Linked DNA regions of Triticum aestivum: region 2 is linked to region 1. A link is a contact called in public Hi-C data. All regions are on one chromosome and are shown on one strand. The core of a region is the stretch at or near the end of the contact, and the rest is flanking DNA. Distances in the headings are between cores, read along the strand shown.

The links. A called contact is a pair of places that touch in the nucleus more often than the background predicts.
Region 2: a contact with region 1 is called in a Hi-C map of leaf, with 2.7 times the contacts expected there. The contact joins the promoter of LOC123189982 here to the promoter of LOC123185797 in region 1. A contact is called at or near these places in 2 of 5 Hi-C or Micro-C datasets (both in leaf) and 1 of 1 datasets of contacts at active chromatin or transcription factors (leaf).

The regions. Positions count from the first base shown.
Region 1 is chr2A:647,175,878-647,179,363 of IWGSC CS RefSeq v2.1, forward strand. LOC123185797 reads left to right here and starts at 2,162. Exons shown (of 2, transcript XM_044597620.1): 1 at 2,162-2,621; 2 at 2,720-3,188. The coding sequence starts at 2,404. The coding sequence ends at 3,017.
Region 2 is chr2A:647,447,485-647,450,811 of IWGSC CS RefSeq v2.1, forward strand. LOC123189982 (pentatricopeptide repeat-containing protein At5g13770, chloroplastic) reads right to left here and starts at 1,813. Exons shown (of 1, transcript XM_044602522.1): 1 at 1-1,813. The coding sequence starts at 1,599.

The sequences.
Region 1 (3,486 bases), core at 912-3,411:
TGAAGAGGCAACTGAAACCCATTCTTGGGCCATCAATCCAAGGAGCATGATGTAGAAATTGTATATGTGGGTTACATGCTCCTTAGGATCATAAATGATATTGTCATCGTTCCGTAGAAGGTGAATTATGCATCTCTAATGCCACCCATTGGCAGCCGCGTGGATGAAGGTCGTTTAGTGTCCCCTTGGTAGGTCCTGATAGTAGGATCCCCTCGGGGTAGGTTAAATACAAGGACTCAATCCATTAGGCATGGGATGGCCCAAGACCTATCGAGAAGCCCACTGGACCGAGCCTTTTCCACGAAGTGCACTCGACTGGGTCATTGGTGCGCTATCAAGACATATGTTGTGACGCCATGAACCGAGCATTACCACAAGATACTTAATCAAGAGTAACAACACGAGATCAATGATCCGTTACCACGCCCAAACGAGTCGACCATTGTAAAACCCTAGCCTTGTTAGCCCTTTATAAGGCAAGGTCAGGGCGCCCTCACGCGGTATGCAGACACAAGCACACAAAGACACACTTGTACGATCTTTGTATTGAGAATTCCTCGTACGAGGCCATACAAATATCGAACATGAGTAGGGTAATACCTCTTCAACAGTGGGCCTGAACCTGGGTAACCGCCCTCATATGAACCCCGTCCTAGATCATCTTGTTGTGCTCCCAAATCCATGACAATGTGTATTGTCGCCAACCCCGTCCTAGATCATCTTGTTGTGCTCCCAAATCCATAACAATGTGTATTGTCGCTAAATCCCACGACATGTCTAGTGCCCATTTTGTTGCAAAAATAAAAATAACTCACACTTAAGAGTGTATTCTGTTTCCCCCTCCTAAAGGCAATACATCAACACCCGCCCCATTTGAAAGGAGAGACTAGGTTGTTTGGCTCTCCAATCCAAGCAGGGGCAGAGCATCATGGGGACCAAACTGGGCCATGACCCATGCGTCCCTCTCTAAAGTTAGCACGAATTTGATCTAAGAATCACAGATGGCCCGATGAGTAAGTGGCTGACCTGTCCATGACTTGTTCTTCAATCTAATTGACGCTCCACCGCTATATTTGGCGGGTTCGAGCCATTGCCTCTTGAAAAAGAGTGGTTTGACCAAGGCTAGGATCCCGGATGACTTAAAATAAACCTCCGTTCAGAAATAAGTGACGTGGTTTCACTTGATAATTCAAGAGTTTGTGCAACGTGTGCTTAAATAGAGTTTTTTTTCCTCGCATCATCACTTGAGTAGAGTTTTAGCGCATCTACAATGCAGATGCTTAAAACGGGCGCTAGGGTGATTTTTCTGGCCGTTTCGTCCGATTCCTGGCAGAGTCCAGGATTTTGGCTTGCGTGGGCGCAATTCCTGTCGTCAGGCGCTTGCCCTCTTTTTTTCCACATACAACGAACTAGGTGGTAGCGGGCGCTAACCTGATAGCCAGAATTAGCATGGAGATCTCAAGAGAATCAACACAAACTACGCCCACTACTTTTTTTGCTGCGTTGGGGAGAGCTAACGCTTGCGTACGTCTTTTGAATTGTGAGGCGTCTATAGATTACTAGGAGCGTTGGAGGCAGGGACTCTTAAACGAGCGCTACACGAAAAAACAATTTCTTTTAATTGCTTAAGCGCCTCAACAAGCGTTTAGCGTTGAAGATGCCCTTATGGTAGACTCTACCTAGAGTTGGCTGAGATAAGCAAATTAATTGTATCAGCTTTCTCCATCAATACCATATGCCACGAGAGTCTGTCGATAAGAAAATGAAGCAGGCTGCGGTCCCATACTCAGCCAATCCGAGCATGGTCAACTGATAAAGCACTCTATTTTACTCGACCCGATCCCCCATCAGAGCCGTCGACAAACAAAGATAAGGATCCAACGGTCCGAATGCGTAGCCAAAGCGTACTGCAATGGCACTATGCAAGCATAGCATACATCCCCAGGTTCCTCCCGGCTCCACCGGATGGGGACGGTCGGCACGCCTGCGGGAAAGGGGGACACACCACCCCCACCACAGTGCGCGCGCAGACCCGTCGCATCCTGCAAAGCCGTGCAAGAAAAACACGTGGATGCCTTATCCCCTCGACCCACTCCACGGAGCCTGACTGCCGCCGAGATGATAACCATCACGCCCGTATTTATCATCATCGTTTTTTAATTCCTGCTATTCTATTCTGCTACGAACTGACTTCTTTATCCCGTCCCGCGCGCATCCTCCTCTGCCACGGCTCGTCATTCATTCTTATCCTCCTCCTCCCCCGGTACCTTTATAGCTTCCGATCCCCCGCTCCGTCCTCCAAGCCATCGTCCTGCTAGCACCCGTGAACTCCAGCCATTCACGCTGCGTCGATCGTTTGGTTTGGTTTCGTGCGTTGCTGTGATCGTCTGATCTGCTCGGGAGATGGAAGCCTACATGCTGTTCCCGCGGAGCAATGGAAAGAGCTGCGAGGAGGAGCAGGAGGAGGACATCGGCTGCCCGTCCGAGTCCGGGATGTCGGCGGCCGGCTCCATGCTGTCGTCGGACGAGGAGCTCGACGACGATGCCACCTCCAGCTCCGGCTCCTCCGGATCCACCGACAACTTCCAGATGTCCTCCCTCATGGCGCAGCTCCCGCTCAAGTACGTGCTCTGCCCGGACACCGCGGTTCTTTGTAGGCTCGAGCTCGATCTTGATTGAAGCTGTGGTCTGACATGGCGTTCTTTTTCTCTTGGCGCAGGAGGGGTCTGTCCAAGTTCTTCGACGGCAAGTCGCAGTCGTTCGCGTCGCTCGCGGCCGTGGGCGGCCTGGAGGACCTGGCCAAGCCGCCGGGCAAGCGGATCAAGGCGTCCCGGAGCTGCGAGGTCGGGCTGCAGGACGCGCACCGCCGGCGCTTCGCGCGCCGCAATGCCGCGGCCTTCAAGAAGGTGTCCAAAGGGCGGCTGTCCGCGCTCGGTAGGGCGCCGGCGCTCCGGCCGCTGACGGCGAGCGCGGCGAGGCCCAAGGGCTTGCCCGTGCGGGCTCCGCTCTTCGTTTAGGAGATTTCGCCCGCAGATTAGTCGTGTCGTCGGTTGTGGCGTGCTCGAAGAGCAGTTGGTGCGGTTGTTACGTGGATTTTGACATGGTAACTGACCGGATGGTGGCCGGCTGGTCAATGGATGTGTAAATACAGAAATGAGAAACATGCCTTGTTCCGTTTCGAATGCCAACTTATGGCTCTCGTTTTGATGAACTAGTCAAAAATGTGGCAAAATGTGAAATGCTAGTCCTAGAACCAAATAACCCTTTAGTTTCACCACTCGTCTAGTAAGCAAGTTAGACATAGTATCTATGTTGTTCTTCACATTAAGGACAACTCTAATCAATCTCAAAAGTTAACTCAAACCCCAATTAACTTCCAAAGCGGGGTCCCAGAACTGTTAACTCCCCCAAAACTCAGTATATTGGAAGGTTGGTTTCTTTGAACTACGAAAACGAATATATTTAGGAACCAAAGGAGTAATCAAG
Region 2 (3,327 bases), core at 563-3,062, 270 kb after region 1:
CCTGAACTCCTGGTAGTAGTCCATGCACCGGTCCAGCTCCCCCGACCGGTTGAACGCGCCGACGATGGCCGTGTAGCTCACCCGGTCGGGCTGCACCTTGCGCCGCATCATCTCCTTCCAGATCTTCTCGGCCTGCCTCGAGTCCCCGAGCTTGCCGCGCATGTCCAGGAGCGAGTTGTACACCCACACGTTGGGCTCGCACCCCTTCTGCTTCATCAGCGCCAGCAGCCTGGTGGCGTCCGACGCCCTCCTGATCTGCCCGTACATGGAGATCATGTTGCCGTACGCCACCACGCACTTGTCGAAGCCCCGGTCGATCATCTCCGAGAAGACGGACTCCGCCCTGTCGCTCCGCCCCAGCCGGCAGTACACGTTGATCGCCGACGCGTAGGTGACCTGCCCGGGCTCGCATCCCATGGCCACCAGCTTGTCATACGCTCTGATGGCTGGCTTCAGGCCTCTCCTCTTCACGAAGCCGTTGACGACCGTGGAGAGGACGCAGTCGGTGACCCTCAGGCCGATCTCCCTCATGTCCTTGGCCACGCCGAGCGTGTCCTCCAGTAGCCCGGTCTCGACTTGCATGATGATCACCTTCAGGAACATGTCTGGATCTCGCAGCATCCCCTTCTTCCATGCCTCGTGGTACACGTCCTCCGACGACGCCGTCTCCCGGGCGTCCGCCAGAGAGCCGATGACCGTGGAGTAGATCGCGGCGTCCGGCGAGATGCCGTCCGCCTCCATCTCCCGCAGGCACTTGAGCGCGTCCAGGGCTCTGCCTGCCCGCCCCAGCGCGTCGCAGGCGATGGTGTACGTCTCGAGGCAGGTCTCGGAGGGGTACCATTTCCGAGACCTGTACTGCTTGAACAGCGAGGCCACCGCGTCCGGCTCGCCCAGCGCCCCGAACGCCGCCATCACGGCGCGGTAGGCGTCGGCGTTCACCGACAGGCAGGCCGCCTTCATCCGCTCGTACAGCAGCACCGTGCTCCGGTACATGTGCAGCTTGTTGTACGCCTGCAGCGCGGAGCTGAAGCACACGGCGGCGGCCGGGCCCTTCTTCCCTTCGAGGACCCCGAGCACCACGTCGGCGAGGCCGAACTTCCTCGCCTTGACGCAGGTCGCGACGAGCCGCGCGCACGTCCGTCTCTCCGGGAGCACACCATAGGCCATGAAATCTTGGACCAGGTGCTCCAGCGAGCTCCACTGCTTGGACCGGAGCAGCTGGACGGTGAGCGCATTCATCGTCTTCTTGTCCGGCCGGAACTCGGGCTGCTGCAGAGCCCTCCGGTAGCACTCGAAGGCGAGCGGCTCGGTCTGCCGGTCGCTGCAGAGGCCCCGGATGAACTTGTTGGAGATGCCGAGCTTCGCAGCGTCGGGAAGCGTAGACACCGGCGCCGCCTTGGCCGGCGCCGGAGCAGAAAAAACATGGAGCTCGCCGGGCAAGTTCTTGGGCTCAAGAACGGGGGAGGCGCAGGAGCGGGAGCAGTGCAGGACGAAGGACGCAAGCTGCCGCTTGATCGTGCAGAGGGAGGTGTTGGGCGACGATCTTCTCGACGGATGGAGAGGGGGGAGGGGAGGCCAGTCGGAGTAGCATTTGGCCATGATTCGCGATGGGAACTGGAGGCTGGGAATGGAAGAACCACGCTGTTCGGGACGAAGGCACCTTATCCTGCCATGGAGGAGATTCCGTCGCGCTGGTTTTTACGGGCATCTGCTGGTGGAAACTGTCTGATTCCGACGGCTGGGATCTGGCCACGTGGGTTCTCGTAGAAATCTCAGGAAATCCATGACGTGGAGGTCCAGTTACCCGGCAAGTGAAAGCAGCTCAGATTTTGGGGCAAACGGGGGAAGCCACGGCCTCATTTGGTCGTGACTGGAGGGGCTTGGTCCACGTAGCTCGTGCCCGGTGGACAGCCACCAGTTAACTTGTGATGCTACATGTCTGAAGTGTTGGCAGGCGAAATTGGGGTCCAAGACATCATGAAAGCTGCCAACAGATTGTCCAAGGCAAAATTGGACTTGTGGTGTGGTACTTGACTTCTTTTCGGTGAAAACATCACAAATGCTAAGGCACTTACGAGAGCCACGAGATCCTGCCCATGTTCTGGCGACCCAACAGCCAGATTAAGTTCAAACATGCAATTTTCATCAATATATAGGGTTTTTTTTCCGCTTCATTGTTGGGTTCCATTGATGGGATTCAATAATTTGCTTCCCCATTTCGCACACGCAAAAAACGTCCGTCGTATAATGTAGGAATAAATAATAAACTGATTCATTTGATATTTTGTGAGAGCCGTGTCACCTTGGAAAGTGGAGTGAATATGCACAGGTGTGGATGGTGTGGCTTAGCTTGGTTGTTGTTGAAGAACAATTTTAGTTGTCGCTACACACTGGCAGAGGCAGGGGGACCGACAGTGGTCGTGCCCTCCTCCCACCCCCACTCCTCAAGCTCTCAGAAAATACACCTATGTATGCTCCTAATTCTCTATCTGTCCGAGAAAATTAGCTAGATCTAGGTGATTTATCCCCTCCTAACATTATATGACACGTTTAGCTCTATCTATGTTGAGGTTTTGGCTCCGCCACTTCTGCCACACATAGTATGATGTGCTCGCAGGGGGCATCATGAAATCGAAGGGCACATCTGAGATGGTGGCGTAGGTCAAGAGAATAATCTTAATGTCATTGTTATGCCACTCAGCGCCCATAGTGAAGAAGCTCATACTCCTCATCAACGTGGTTATGTACATTATACTTCCAATGGAAGATTCACAAGCCCCCCACCTCCGTGTCACCTCTCCCCTGGTGACTCCGGGGTTGTGGGAGTGTGCTATCTTCTCCTGCCCCTCCTTCCCGAATCATTGCTGCTACCCACGCGTCCACTGGTGAATCTCAACTAGGTGCCAAGGATGATGGATGTGCAGCATGATGGAGCCGCTTATTGGGACTCTAGAAGCACCGTGCCCCGGCTTTGTTTTATGCCCCCTTGCCGCCACCGTGCGTTGAGTCTTCCCGGACTCATCCCCCCCCCCTCACCGACACATCCCCTTTCAGTTCCAACTTCTTAAGACAATTGCCAACCCTTATCGGTGAGGACGAGCACATAAGAGACACGATTCCCCTCTAGGTAAACAATTACTCGATCCGTTTACAAGTAACCATTTTATGAAACCATCTTAAGACAATTATCAAGCATTAACTCTTTTACACTCAAGATTCTTATAAATGCACGGGTTAAGAATTCTCATTTCTTTTTTCAAGACCAACACTCTTGCTTCCATTAATATAAGTGATTAACAAGTGAAAAATATAAAAGGGAAAATTTCA